Regions from separate parts of the Mus musculus genome. Here all the other regions are linked to region 1. A link is a contact called in public promoter capture Hi-C data. All regions are on one chromosome and are shown on one strand. Each heading gives the region's core, a stretch centred on a gene start, on an enhancer-like site or on the middle of the called end of the contact. The rest is flanking DNA. Distances are from core to core; before and after follow the strand shown.

Region 1 (5,032 bases), core at 1,827-4,326:
CAGAGCCAATGAGTGTGTGCCTGTAATCCCAAAGCTGGGATGTGGCGATGAACAGATCCCAGGGGCTCACTGGCCAGCTAGTGTAGCTGAATCCCTGAGCTTCAGTTTCAATGGTAGGCCCTGTCTCGATGATGATGGTGGTGAGGAGGAGGATGTGGTGGTGGTAGTGAGGAAGAGGATGGAGAGTAAGACAATGATGTCAGCTTCTGATTTCCACATGGGTGCACACAGCCACACACACACACACACACACAAACGATGAAATTGAGATGGCTTAGTGGGTAAAGGCTCTTTCTACCAAGCCTGACAACCTGAGTTCAATCCTTAGAACCCACGTGGAAGAAGAAAAGAACCAAGTCCCCCAGATTGTTTCCTTCTCCCATAAGCTAAGGAATAACACCCCTCTCTCATATCAAAAACGTAACGAAACCAACAAAACCACTAGCATTTAAATATGCTAAGGCCTACTCAATGGTATTGAATGACATGTTAGCTTGTTCTCTGAAAACGAGTGATTCTCTGCTCTAGTCAGTGCAGCATGCCTTTTAAGTGTCACATGGAACTGAGCTCAGTGGGGTAGCTATACCCTGTGTTCTCAGCACCACAAAGGACAAAAGTTGCAGATGTACAAAGAACACACACACACTCCTTTGTTCTTTCTGCGTTGGTACTGGGATCACTGACAACATTGCTATGTGACAGTCACTCCAATGAACTTAGATTCAGGTATCAACGCTACCACCTCAGGACTGTGGAATCTCTACTCCAACTTTATTACACTTTGGAGGCATTATTAGGTTCTTTGTTTTGGTTTTAACAGAAGTTTTACCATTACGTGGTGTCTTAGCCAAAATTTTAAGAACAGTGTTTTGTGGCTGAGTGCTTTCAGTGGGCTGTTTTTCTTATCCTTAGGTATAAGTTCAGGGGGAGGGTAGAAAGTCACAATTTTCTGCTCACTCTTGGCTTTTCAGAAGTCCTACTGTGTAGCTAGCTCCTCTAGGCCCCAAAATAATGTCATCTCAGTCATCAACATAATAAGCCAAAGTTCCAAGTGTAGTCTGAGGTTTCTTTCCTCAGTCAGTTCTGGCCTCAATGGGATGCTGGCTTGGGGAAGGGAAGTCAGGGCAGGGGACGAGGGCAGGGGACTGGAATGGGGGGAGGGCACTTCTCTTTTTCTCCATCATCCCTGCTTGTAGCAACAGTGAGAAGAGCAGAGGGGATCAGGTCAGTTCTTGCACTGCCCTTGCTCTGAGGGTGGAGGCTAAGTCCTATGTGGCTGTGGCAGGCTCTTACAGACATTGCCATGGCTCTCCTCAGTATCCAGGGAGCCATTCACCTGCGCTTCCTTAGACAAGACCAATATGGATGTTTTACCCTCTAGGAATTTAGTGACACATGAAGCCACCATGTTACAGTCTAGCTTGTGCATACGCCAAGGCCTCTTTGTTTTTGTTTTTTGTTTTGGTTTTTCAAGACAGGGTTTCTCTGTATAGCCCTGACTGTCCTGGAACTCACTCTGTAGACCAGGCTGGCCTCGAACTCAAAAATCCGCCTGCCTCTGCCTCCCGAGTGCTGGGACAATGTTTTAAGATGACCTCACGTATGTTTCATATTATGTACATTCCTGCGTGTCCCCTGCAGCCACCGTAGTTCTCTTCCTCCCACTTCTCCTTCAACCAGCCTCAGCTACACACCCTCAGAATTTCTCAAACATGAGAAATTCCTCAGTGGCTCACAAAGGACATATACTGCTATAACGGAGTGCAAATGGTGAATTGATGCAGTCAGTTCCGGGGGGGGGGGGGCGAAAAACTGGCAAGAACTCGTAAAGTTGAAAATTTCCCAAGAGCCCGTTTCTGGGATCTGCCTGATGAAGCTTTTGCGAGTGGTGTTCCTGAAAGAGCATCTACGTAGAAATAACTGAAACCCCTTGGCAAGGGAGTAGGCAAATGATGTGTCTAACAATGAGCAGTGACAATAACTAGAGATTCCATTCAAAGTATAGTTTTAGGAGAGGAGAAATCATAGGTTTGGGATGGTCCAATTCCATTTAAATTACATGTCTGAATGTGCAGCAGAAGAGTGGTTATACGTGTAAAGACATGCATAGAAATGGCACAGAGAGGGAGAGGCTGGAAACTGAGAATTAGTACACAAGGGGTTTCTCATTCCCCACTATATATCAATAAAGCTAAAGGGGAGTGAATCAAAGTAAGTGTGATAGAATTCCAAGCCAGTAGTAGGTCCACAGGTACTTGTATTGCTCTGTTTGAAACATTCTATTATAAACATTTTACTTTGAAAGGTATAAAAGGCAGGTATGGTAGCTCAGTGCCTCAACTCCTAGCACTTAGAGGCTGAGATAGGCGGACTTCTGAGAGTTCCAGGGAAGCCTTGGGCTTCAGAGTGACACTTTTCCTTGAAGAAAATTTAAAAAAAAAAAAAAATCGAGGGCCAGGGATGTAGCTTAGTTGGTAGAATGTTTGCTTAGCATTCAAGAAGCCCTGCATCTGATACTCAGCATTTCAGGTCCACGAAGGTGATGTGACACATACATGGCTGTAATCCCAGCTTTCAGGGGGTAGAAACAGGAGATCAAGAGTTCAAGAGCATCCTATACAGTGAGTCGAAGTATGTAGTACGAGACACTGACACAATAAAATAATAATTAAATCAAAACAAGGCAGCAGAAGGAAGGCAAGACCTGGAGGCTAGCTGAGGCTCCAGACTGAACCCGGTCAACACAGCTGGGTGACGGTCATCTATCTAACCGGGCCAGTCGGGTCCTAGAGCCCTGGAAGCAAAGGCCATGTTGGCAAGTCCGTCCTCTTATTAACCGTACAGGGCTGGATGAGACCCCGGAATCGAGGAAGCTTACGGGAAGAACCAGCGACAGAGATCCCGAGATCTGTTAGGCATAAGCACACAGTGCCCACGCCCCTCCGTTGAAGCCGGAACCGCGGAAGTCAGACACGCACCGGGGCTGAGCGCCGCAGGGACGGGCCAGCAGCCTGCGCATGCGCAACCTGCAGCGCAGGCTCCGTCCTCCCGCCCCGCCTTTTCCGGAGGCTCGCCTTGCGCCTGCGCCCTGCGGCGCGCGCTTTGTTGGGAGAAGGAGGGGGCGAGGTCTAGCGAAGCCGGTCCGCTGAGGCGCTACGGGCGGGGCTGAGGATGGAGGTGACTGCGTTCGCGGCGACGGTTGGGGCTGCGCGCGAGGCGGCAGCGGAGTAGGCGGTGGAGATACGGGCATGGCGGGGCGGCCCCTCGGTGCTCCCTAGGCGCCGGAGCCATGGGCGCTCTCAGCAGCCGGGTGCTGCGGCCCGCAGGGCGCACAGAGCAGCCCGAACCCACGCCCGGGGCTGGGGGCGCGGCCCGCAGGTCGGACGCCGGCGAAGATGCGGGCCACAGCTTCTGTTACTGTCCGGGCGGCCGCAAGCGCAAGCGCAGCAGCGGCACATTCTGCTACTGTCACCCCGACTCCGAGACAGACGACGACGAGGACGAGGGCGACGAGCAGCAGAGGCTGCTGAACACGCCGCGCAGGTACGGAACGCCCCGCACCTTGGGGGGCCTGACCCCGGTGTCCTTGACAGGAGAGCGCGGGAGGGTCGGTGCGGGAGGTGAGTGCCCGCGGAGCAGATGGGAGCTGGGCGTTTGCAGACAGACCTAGGTCAGTGCGGGAGCGGGCGCGTGCCGGGCAGACCTGGGGTCAGTGCGGGAGCTGGGCATTAGCAGACAGACCTGGGTCAGTGTAGGGTCTGGGAGTTTGCAGATAGACCTGGGTTAATACGGGAGCTCGCGCGTGTTGGGTGGACCTGGGATCAGTGCGGGAGCTAGAAAGCTTAGGGTTCTGCACATTAAACAGAAGCTTCCTGAGTGTCAGAGCCTCAACCTGAGCCTAAAAGGACTAGCCAGAGCTTCCGCGTCCCTTCCGTAGCAGGCGTTTGCTTTTTGAATAGGATAGCCACGGGAAATTTTACTGTGCATCACTAGCCATAAATCAGTAAAGAGAGGAGCATAGTAGTCCCTGAGATGGACATCTCTCTGTGTTGTCACTAGAGGGACCAGTGATGGAGATTCGCCCAGTTAAGAACAAAGTCTGCTTGTTGAGGTGGGCTGCACTCTGTGTAGGTTGCATAAGATTTTTTTGAGGGAAGAGTTGAAAAAAAAAAATCATTGCTTGTGAAATAGATGTGGCGTATACCAGAATATACTGTGCAGTAAGGATTTTTTTTTTCTCTTTTTAAGGTCACTGTTAGACTCACACAGATGTAATTTTTTAATGAAATTTTTAAAAAGGATCTGCTTATGGACATTGCATTTTTGTTGACAAAAAAAGTGTAGGTGAGCCGGGCGTGGTGGCGCATGCCTTTAATCCCAGCACTCCGGAGGCAGAGGCAGGCGGATTTCAGAGTTTGAGGCCAGTCTGGTCTACAGAGTGAGTTCCAGGACAGTCAGGGCTACACAGAGAAACCCTGTCTAGGAAAACCAAAAAAAAAAAAAAAAAAAAAAAAAAAAAAAAAAGTGTAGGTGGTAGAGTTGGAGCTCAGTGGTAGCGGTAAGATATGTAAATATCTTAGGTTAAAAACTAGGTTAATATAACTTTTCATTAGGGGGTGAATATATTCACAAGATGGATGTTCTAATGAGTTCCAATTCTGAATTCCTATCTGTATTCTGCACTTAATATACTCATTTTCATATGTAAAGTAGAACTATTATTGCCACCTCAAAGAGTTACGCAGATTTTGCAAGGTATTACAATCCTGCAGTAAGCCTCTGGTGGCTGAGACAAGAGCATCAAGTTGGAGGTCAGTCTGAGCCACAAAGTGACTTAAAGGCCATTCTGGGCTGTATCCAGACACCCTGGAGAGAAGAGAGAGGAAGGAAGGGCTGGGAGTGTTGAGACTCTCACAATCTGAGAGTGAGCACAAGTGCAGTGCCCCCCCCCCCCCCCCCCCCGGTTTTAAGATTTGTTTTTATTTATGAGTATGTGGATTTGTGCACATTCCTGCAAAGTCCTGGAACTGGA
Region 2 (5,032 bases), core at 1,093-3,592, 660 kb before region 1:
AAGGGCTTTGAGATAGACCACGCGCGAGAGTGGAGATCAATACGTTAGGAACGGTACATGGCACATGTGCTGCAATGTATCTGTTTTGACTCGGATCTGCATCGGGAGGTTCTTCACAAGGACTGTGCCCCATAGCTGCTCTGTGTTTCACACAAAGATGCTGTGATGTCACACATAACGACGCTGACAGAGTAAGTGCTGTGATGTTACACATAAGGACGCTGACAGAGTAAGATGCGTGGGAAAGGAAGACAGCGTAAGAATAAGCACAGCACTGTGATGGCCTTAGCAACGACATCATCTTGTTTAAAATTACATATATCTTTATTTATCTGTGTGTGCACGCATGCACATGTGTGCACGTATGCACAGGGCACTTGTGGAACATTAGAAGACAACCCACGGGAGTCACGGAGGTCAAGTCTCTCTCTCTCCACCATGTTGCTTCTGAGGACTGAACTCGGATCCACAGGCTTGTTAGCAGTCCTTCATCCCCTAAGCCATCTCTCCAGCCCCAAGCTTTTATCTTATTTGAGACAGGGTCTTTCCATGTAGCTCTAGTGGACCTGAAACTCAATATGTAGATCAGACTGGCCTTGAACTCAGAGTTTTTATTTTTAAAATAGAAAAAAATGCATTGATGATGCTTATGTGCCAGCTCTTCTCTGTCCTTGGGTCACAGGATTGTTTTGTTTTGTTTTGTTTTTGTTTTTGTTTTTTTGTTTTTTTTTTTTTGCTTGCTTGTTTGACTTTGCCTTAAACAGTCAGAGCTGTGAAATCCCACTGTATGATCAGGAACATTGATTTGTTGCTACTGTCCTGGTGTGAGAGGGCAGCAAGGTTGGGGAATAAAATGCTCAGAGCTCTCACGGTCCCTCCTACGCCTACCGTGGGGAGGAGCCAGCTCGGGACTGTCCTGTATGATTTTAACATTCCTCAGCAGCGGGGCCTGCCTGACAGTGGATCGACCGCAGTTTAGTGCCAAGGACCGTTATCTAGATAGGGGATTAACACCTCTTTTGGTTGATGGAGAAAACAGCTCAGAAATCCCCTCTGGCAAGCTCTTGCTTTATCAAACCTCACTTCCATCTCCGCTGCTTTAACATGCAAAGCATTGCCCGTATCCATGGAACCCTTTAAATACATACAGCCTGTGTCTAGCTCCAAGACCAGGCAGCATTAACTCAACCTCCCTGCCTGTCCCAGCCTGGGATGCTCACAAAACCCAGACCCAGTCATCATATTCATGCCCTGAAGTCAGCGAGCTTCCCTTTCCTAAGGTGTCAGCCACTTTTCTCACTGTGGTAAACATCTCCAGAAGCAACCACAGCGCAGTTCTTTGGGGCTCAAGGTCTGGGGTTCTTCGATCCGTGGAGGCGCTTCCCTATGGTGTGGGCGGCCCTGTGGCTCACGTGGCTCTGGGTGGGGCTGTGGTAGTGGGAGCTCAAGGCTGCTTGCTCAGAACTCATCAGACCATGACACAGAAAAAGAGGAGTGCCATCCAAGGCTGCTCACCTTCGCCCTCCTACTCCCTCCTGGACCCCAGCTCACAGGCAGGATGACATCAACCGCATCCATCTTGGGCTTTCCCTCATTAGTTAATACTCTTTGGGAAAGCCCCCAGACACATCCAGAAGTGTGCTTTCACCAAAGTCTTGGGCATTCCTTGACGCAATGGAATTGACAATGGATATCAGTGATCAAACCACCTCCTCTCAATTGTCCTTACATGAGAGTCAGAAATGGTCTTGCATCCCCACCTCCATCCCTAACCCCATGCCCACATACCCACATAACTCTCTCCCTTTCATCATTGTCTACTGCTCTCACCCACAACTCAAGCCATTGCCTGGGTGAATGGAGGATAGTTCATCTGCTTAGAGATGGAAAAGCTGAGGGAGGCAGGTGTGTATGGGTGTGTGTAGGGGTGTGTGTGTGTGTGTGTGTGTGTGTGTGTGTGTGTGTGTGTAACAGAAAGAAAGGGAGAAAGAGAAAAAGAGAGAAACCCATTTAAACACAATTATGCTTACACAATTGAATATCAAGTAGAAAGTTAGACACTCGAGTCTGGAGGTTGAGGAGGCTGGGCTGGGAGTAAAGTGGAACCATCAGATTGGGAACTGTGTTGGAAGGCAGACGCTGGGTGGACTCTCTAAGTGGATGACACACAGATGAGTAGAGGAAAGACCAAGGCCTCAGGTCTGGACACCACTGCAACTCCGCACAGAGTTGGAAAAGAGAAAGAAACAATGAGAAGCCAGACAGCTGCAGTGTCCTGGAGGCCTTCTGGGGACGCAGGGGCTCAGGGCATCAAGTGACTCTGGTTCCTCAGCTGAGAGCAGCCTGAGAGTCGATCACTGCACTTCCTGTTATGGGGGTTGTGTAATGTGTAGGATCCACAAAGGGCAACTTCACTGGAGTGTCTAGGGACGCACCTGACCGGGGCAGGCTCAAGGGAGGGAGGAGAAAGCAGAGTGTACCATGACCTCAGGGCTTCTGCAGCAGGAGAGAAAGAGGGGTGTGTGTGTGTGTGTGTGTGTGTGTGTGTGGTTGGGATAGGGGTTTATTTTTGTTTTATTTTTCTTGTGACTGTTATTTTTGTTTCTTGGAAAATAGGGAATGTAACAGTATGTGGTTTTGCTCGTAGAAACAATCCAGTGATTACTCATTAAAAGAAATGAAAATAGATAACACAATGGAGATGGAAGGAAATGGGAGAGGGCGGAGTCCACACAGTCAGAGGCTGGCATGTGGAAACTGGAGGGAGGTTTGGAAGTTCTTATCAGACAGTTTCTACTAACATGTTGCCAAACATGCTGCAGATGCTCATGTGTGTTGTGTTAATGTGACATGAGTTGAGCCAATCTGAAGAATAAGAAAAGCAAACCAATCAAACAAAAGCAGGGCATGCAATTAAAAATTCAGGGCCAGCCACGTATAAGTCCATCCTGAAAGGAGAGGGAACAAATTAAGGCCTGCTAGTAATTAATTAACAAGCTCGATCAAAGCATTGGTTATAATTCCCAACCCTGCATAGAAGGAATAAACAGAACTGCTCGACACAGTCAGGCATGAACCCTTTCTGCATATAAGGACTGTGCTGATGCCCATGAGGGAAGCCTGACCCAGCCCTCAAGTACTTTCTCATTCCCCACCCCCCTGCAGAACTGCTAATGCCAGAATAGATTGCAAATTCCTGCCCAGTGAAACATCTCATTGCCTCAAGCTGGCAGGAAGCTTTCAGTGAATGGCTTCGCCTTATGTCCTGCGTAGAACCCAAGGCCCACTCTAGAGAAGATGGAAAAAGAACAAGATGGACAAGCAAATCCATGACTGTACACACCAGTGTATCAATGCTCACACAGAAAAAGTTCACACCCCAACAGACAATGTTTTAAATATATTCCTTCACTAATAAATGCAAATCAAAGATGCTACCCGGTCCGGGTCATGCGTATTAGAAAGGTCATACCCTAAACATAACAAGTGTTGGTGAGGATATGGAGAAACTGAAGCCCTTATGTATTACTTACGGGAACATAACGGTGTTCAACAGCATGGAAACGGTTCGGTGGTGTCTCAGGCAGTTAAACATAAAAACCACTACACAACCCAACAATTCCACTCCTAAGTACAAATCCATACTAGTTAAAGCAAGTACCCCGACCAGAACAAGCCTGCACGTCCTAACAGCACCGCTCACAAAGGCAAAGGCAGAAGCAATCAAATACCCATCACCAGAGGAGTAACCTGTGGTGTATACACACAAAGGAATATTAACTGCAGAATGAAATGAGCTACAGGTGGATGTTAGCATGGTTAAAGTGAAAACGCACTAAATAGGAAAGACTCTAGACACAAAAGCAACAAACTGTAGGGTCCCAGTTATATTTGATATCCAGAATAAGCCAAGCCATTATAAATGGAAAACACGCTTGCAGTTACCAAAATCTTCTAAGCAGAGGGAGGGGGAGCAATTGCTTAATGGAAACGGTTTCTTTTTGAAGGCATGGAAACAGGAATATAAAACAAGTGGCACCTGCGTGAAGGTCAGACACCCGGTGCATTGCACTCTGTGAAAAGGAGCTGATTCAGACAGAACACAGGACATTGGTATGTTGGTGGCCTTGTTAGAGATTTACCTTCTGCCCAGAATGAGGAACTGGGGAGCAGTATACAGGAACAGCATGGGAAAGTCTCACTGGTGCTGAGCACCTGGGCTGCAAAGGTGAGAAGATCACAGCAGAGGCCAACCCAGATGTCAGCATCCAGACTGCAGCTGGAGACTGTGAGTCACCGACAAAGGTGTTTCTGGTTTGCAGTGGGCACCGTGTGTATCCAGAAGATCAAAGTGTGCCGAACAAACACCAACAGGACCAGGCATCCGGCAAAGGAGTCTGGGTCCTGCCAAGGCTCCAGGATGCAAGATAAAGGGCAAACAGCATTGCTGATGCCTGGCCTTTCTGGCCTTCCCCTTCACCTCATACTCACAAGTTTGTGGACAAAAATATTAATGATGTCTCTCAGATAACCTTAATTGAACTGTAGCTGGGGTTACAGAGAGGGCTGTAATATTCATATTTTAGTTGCCTTCCTTGTTCACATTGATTTCATTATTTGCCATTGACTTAAACAAATATTTGCTCCTTGTTATTTACTGCTAAGAATTCCAGGAAACACAAACGTGGTAGCTTAGGGTTTCTATTGTTGTGGTTATAAAGCACTGTGACCAAAAGGAACTTGAGAAAGAAAGGGTCCCCAGGCCTTCCCCATCAGTCTCTAAGTAAGAAAATGCTCCAGTGGGTTTGCCTCCAGGCCAGTCTTACAGGACATTTTCTCAGTTGAGAGTCCCCTGCCCAGATAGCTCTAGGGTTTGCCACACCAAACCAAACCAAACCAAACCAAACCAAACCAAACCAAACCAAACAAAACCAAACCAAACAAAACTAACCATGACATATGGATAATGCGTCGTGCATAAAATCCACTTATTCAGCCATTTAGCATATGAATTCCCGAATATCTCCTCTGG
Region 3 (5,032 bases), core at 852-3,351, 600 kb before region 1:
GCTGCCACTGCAGTCTGAAGGCAATTTCTCTAATCTCTTGAAAAACAAAGACTGGAGATTTCTAGAATCCTTAAGTAGTTTTCCTATGTCAGACAAAACGTCCGAATAGTCAAAAACTGTCTCCTTGTTCTTTTGTGACCTGGCACAGCACAGGATTGAATCACTTCCTCCTCTCACTGTAAAACTGACAATTTGTTAATGTCAAATGGTAAATGGAGGTTTCCCAGGGCTTATTCTCCTGATGCCCACAATACGTGGACTGTTGAGACCCTTTCACACCCTAGCTTTTACTTGTGTAGCTGGGGGAGGAGGATCGAGAAGAAGAGGATGAGGAGGAAGAGAAGGAGAAGGAAGAGGAGGAAGAAGAAAAGGAGGAGGAGAAGGAGGAAGAGGCAGAGGAGAAGAAGGGAAGGAAGAAGAGAATGGAGCAGCAGCAGCAAGCTGGAGATGATCCTCTTGGATCAAAAGGCCTCTGCATAATCTTGACAGAGAGGCATGGTAGCTAGTACACTCCAATACCCGAATGACTCCAGCTACTTCTCTGCCCTCTCTAGGGCCACATTTATCCTAAGGTGTGTGTGGGGGGAGGGGGGCACACTCTTCTACAATCCTCACTTCTCTGTAAACATTTTGAATGAAATTGCCCATTCTGGAACCTAAGCCTCTACCTGTTCTATGCAATGGTGGGTTTTGGCCTTAGGGAGCTCTATCAGCGACCTTTTGCTCTCTCCCAGGCAGACCTTCTAGACCACCCCCAATCCCACCCCATAATATTCTCAAGGCATTTCTCTGCCACCCAAACTCTTAAAGAGCTCAGAGGACACCCAGGACATGAGAATGAGATGTTCTGAACTGCTAGCTTCTCCTGTCCCTTGCTTCCCTGTAGGGACATGTAAACCCTATCCTCCAGGCTCAGATCACTTCCTTTATTACACTGTCCCCAAGTTCCTCCTTGTCCTGGACCAGTGCCCCTCACCCCCTAGTTTTCCAGCCTTCATTGGTCCAGCTGGCTTCTGTAGAGATCCCCTCCTCTTTCTTATCACAGAGCTTAGTGGGGCCAAGATGGGTTTTCCTTGTTTGAGGCAGTAAAAAAATTATAGAAAAAGCAACTGTAGTCAGTTTGAGTATTTTTACTTCTCCTAATTATTTTTTTTTTCCTGCAAACAGCAACTTCAAAAATGTGGGTGCTAGTAGGTGTTACCTGAAGACAATTTTATGAACAAGCATGCCTGGAAAACTGTTAAATCAACTTTCTTCCTACAGAAATTCTCCAGTGTTTAAATTAATAACAGGCATGTATTAGTTACCTGTGATTGAGTAACAAACCACCCCCAAGCCAGCAGCTCAGAGCACAGGCAAACACTGCTGCCTGCTTTCCAAGGTTGGGAGTCAGAGGAGGGCCAGGTCAGGTGCCTGCTTGGGTGTCAGAGGCTGCAGTCACCTGAAGGCTTAGCAGGCACTGGAGAATTAGCAGTGAACAGTTAATCCTCAAACAAGTCACCAGGGTTGGTGTTACCACAAGACTCCCTAAAACGTGGAGATGCGGACAATCTAGATGCCTTGGCTGTTCCAAACCTCAACAACTACATTCGGTGGCATTGTCTGTGCAGATTTTAACCAGAGCCCTTTGTGATCTGCAGTAAAACTATGTAAGATCAAGCCTTGTGCTTCATTTGCACAAAGGCTCCTGTTTGCAAAGTCCTGGCCTGGAGTTGGAGTCACCCTGCTCGAAGGAAATGAGTTTTCATCAAATGTTTACAGGGACTGTATCCGCAGATACAGAAGAGCAAAACAGAAAGAAGGCATGGGGGTTGGGGGATGGTTAGAGAGGATGAAGACCTGGCCGTGGAAAAGTTAAGAAAGGAGACGAAAAGGAAGGATTAATTAAAGGCGTGCACCTCACCTGAAAACTCTTAAGATTTATCCCCTGCCAAAAGTCCCCACCCAATTCCGCCCCAGCCAAGGTCTAGGGGACCCCAACATTTTCGCCGCCCTTGGCCACAAGATGGCACTCTTTAGACTTTTTCCAAAAAAAAAAAAAAAAAAAAAAAAAAAAAAAAGAAGGGAGGGAGGGAGCAAAGACACCGCACTGCCCCAACCAAGAACAATTTGAAAACCCACCCCATCATACTTAAAATCTAGGACAAAGAGCCATCGGGACGGAACTGCTTCGACTGCAAAGCTTCAAGCGCAGCCTGGGAGCGGCCTGGTGGCCCTATCCCGGCAGCTCCACACAGCAGAACGCCCTGGGTCCCTGAAACTCGAAACCCGGGCTCAGAACCAGCGGAAACCAAAGCGAAATCCTTGAACTTCTCTGAACAATTGCTTCCGGGCGTTTGCTGAGAGCCGGGGGACCTGACCGGAGCCCAGGCCGCGTATGGCGCGCCCCTGATGTCACACGGACGCCAGCGAGGCCAGCGCTCCGGCTGCAGCATGGACCGCGCGGGGCGCCTGGGTGCGGGCCTGCGGGGACTCTGCGTGGCTGCACTCGTGCTCGTGTGCGCCGGACACGGGGGCCGCCGCGAGGATGGGGGACCAGCTTGCTACGGAGGATTCGACCTCTACTTCATCCTGGACAAGTAAGTGCCTGGAGGATGCTGCTCTGGGGCGGGCGGTCCCTAGGGCGCACCACAGCTGGCCGCCGGTCCTCAACTGCGGGGCGTCTGAAATGCTTAGCCTGCTTTCTTTGCTGTCTCTGGCCCGGAGCTTGCGAGTCCAGGGAGGATGCAGTTGGCTCTATTTGTCTTATTGCTTTCCAATCTTGGGAGAAGGAATTGCAACCAGAAGTAGAATTTGCAGACACTTCCAAAGTTGGAGACGTGGGTATTCTTCAAAATTAGCCACCTCTTTTTACAAAATGTAAAAATGCAGTCTTTGTTCTCCATGGCATGATGCCTGTTGACCCGGGGCACTTGTGGAAGTCCAAGGCACGGATTCTCCACCTCTGGGGTTCCAACTAGTTTTTGTGCAGACTTCACCATCCGCTTAAGGGCTCTAAGCACCATTTCTGCCCCCTACCCTATAGACAGAAGCCAGCCACAAGGCCACTCTTCCGCCTGATTGGTGTTAACTAAAAATGCTTTCAAATGCTGGCAAATGTCTCCAGCACCCCTTGCCTTCAGAACTGAGGTGTAGATCAATTTGGGCTGATGGTTTTTGACTGATGGGCTGCCAGGGAAACCAGCAAGATTACTCCTTACTAAAAGGAACTTTGCTTAAGGAAGAACTGAGTTAAGTCCAGTTCGACACTTTCCAGATCCCCACAGGGTTTGCCAAAGCCACAGTTACTCAAGTAAGCTTCATGCGCTCTGCTGAAAAGCGGCTACAACAATAAAAAGTGCCTCAAGATCCGGGCTCCTTAGATCTGTGCCAGTGCCAGGAGAGGCGCTTGCAGCTACAGTGGTAGGGAGGTGAATTTCACAGACTGGAAAGTATTTGGGACTTGGAACAAGAGTCCTGAAAAATAAGCTGGCCGCTGGACACCAAATGTGCTTCACAGTTGCTGCTGGGGCTTGATTTTTTTCCGTAGAGGCTGTTTTGAGCTCCAGGTACTTTGGATTAAAAAGCGAGGTCTCTTTCTTACAGATTTACGAGAAGGTGGATACTGAAAATTCAGGGCTGGGCTAAGAAATGGAAAATCTTTTGTGCCTTTAGCAGGTGGGAACTGGAGCCCCTGCGTTGGGGAGCCTCTGGGACTGTGTCTGGAGGCAAAGGTGCTCCCCATTGTGCCCCTCTAAGGGGACTTGGGGGCTGGATCTGTGCCTCAGTCAGCAGGATGCTATAGAACGTATAAGCCCTAGCACCACAAACCCCATAAACTCACTGTGATGGAGGTGGTGCATGCCTGGAAGCCCTGCAGTTGGGAGGAGGTCAAGGTGATTCTGGGCTCCTAGGCTACGCAAGGAGTTTGACGCCAACCAGGGTTGCCTGAGACTGTCTCAAAAGACAACCAAACAACACCAACAAAAGCCATAGCCCAAGAAATCCCAAGAGACCCACGGGGCAACTTGAACAAACAAAAGCATCATTTCCCCAGACCGAGGACTGCCTTGGTGCTGTGAGCATAACCTGGTGGCCTAAATCTATAATTTGGACTGAATATTTTGGTCCAACTTATAAATGGAATTTCTTCAGGTGATGGAAGGGATTCAGTAGAATCATCTTTGGATCATTTCTGAAGGGGACACAACTAAGTCAAAAGCTAGATTTTATTTTATTTATTTATTTATTTTGGAAAAAAATAGTGAAGACATGCTTTCTCTGCAAAAATTTAACTGTACTAGAAGGCACATCCCTGAAAACGGTTTGGAAAAGTTCAAAGAGTATGTGGACAAGGACTATCCGTGTAACCTTAGGCTTACATCTTATAGAGAGTGACAAGGACACAGAAGCTAGGAAGAAGACTATCAGGGGACGGTGGCGGGGGGGGGGGGTTGAATACATAAGCTCTGTGATCTTCTGGGCATGCAGATAGCACAAGTGAGATACAACAAGTTGCTAAAGCTTTTGCAGCCTAATTTACTCTCTGAAGGGCTGGTCTTGGGGTGGAAAAGCTAATTAGAAAATAGCTTTATGATGTCTTAATTTCCAAAGAAAACTATATGTTAAAGCTAATATTTGAACAGAAAGAGTCTGACTCATTAGCATTTAAAGAGGTGGGGACGTGAGGGGACAGTGTGTATTGTGTGGCAGAGGCTTTTAAGGCATTTCAGTGTGCAGCAGTGGCCACCTGTGTCCTGTCTTGCTCAGGGCAGTGTGAACTGGTATTCTTTGTGGACTTGAACTGCATGGTAGAGTTTTCTAGAAGGTCAGAAGTGCTTCATGTTCCTGCTAACCAGAACAGTAGCTACTTGCCGTATGTGCCCCCCCCCCCCCGTGCAAATGAGGACGTGAACTTTTAATTTTGTTTAAATTAAATAGTCACATGTGGCTGCCACATGAGTCGTGCAGATGAGAAGATGCATCGGCAGAAAGCATCGTGTGCTCTTAACACGGCGAAGGTTCTTCTGTTTCATCCAACACGTCTTTATCT

What was found. Promoter capture Hi-C pulls out the DNA fragments that hold promoters and counts their contacts.
Region 2: a promoter capture Hi-C map of the C10 cell line shows a contact between it and region 1, with 3 times the contacts expected there. The contact joins the enhancer-like site here to the promoter of Gmcl1 in region 1. A contact is called at or near these places in 7 of 39 promoter capture datasets (the 3T3-L1 cell line, the C10 cell line, hippocampal neurons and 3 more) and 1 of 115 datasets of contacts at active chromatin or transcription factors (embryonic stem cells).
Region 3: a contact with region 1 is called in a promoter capture Hi-C map of neural stem cells. The contact joins the promoter of Antxr1 here to the promoter of Gmcl1 in region 1. A contact is called at or near these places in 7 of 39 promoter capture datasets (cranial neural crest, frontonasal cranial neural crest, hippocampal neurons and 3 more) and 1 of 115 datasets of contacts at active chromatin or transcription factors (large pre-B cells).

Annotation. Positions count from the first base shown.
Region 1 is chr6:86,731,422-86,736,453 of GRCm38.p6, reverse strand. It overlaps Gmcl1 (germ cell-less, spermatogenesis associated 1), which reads left to right and starts at 3,076. Exons shown (of 14, transcript NM_011818.3): 1 at 3,076-3,543. The coding sequence starts at 3,290.
Region 2 is chr6:87,391,386-87,396,417 of GRCm38.p6, reverse strand. No RefSeq gene overlaps it. Among named protein-coding and RNA genes, the nearest start is that of Gkn3, 5.0 kb to the right of the region's middle. Within about 2 kb of position 2,342, at least 25 of the 459 cell types and tissues checked have an H3K27ac peak or open chromatin away from gene starts, as enhancers often do.
Region 3 is chr6:87,332,844-87,337,875 of GRCm38.p6, reverse strand. Antxr1 (anthrax toxin receptor 1) reads left to right here and starts at 2,101. Exons shown (of 18, transcript NM_054041.2): 1 at 2,101-2,579. The coding sequence starts at 2,434.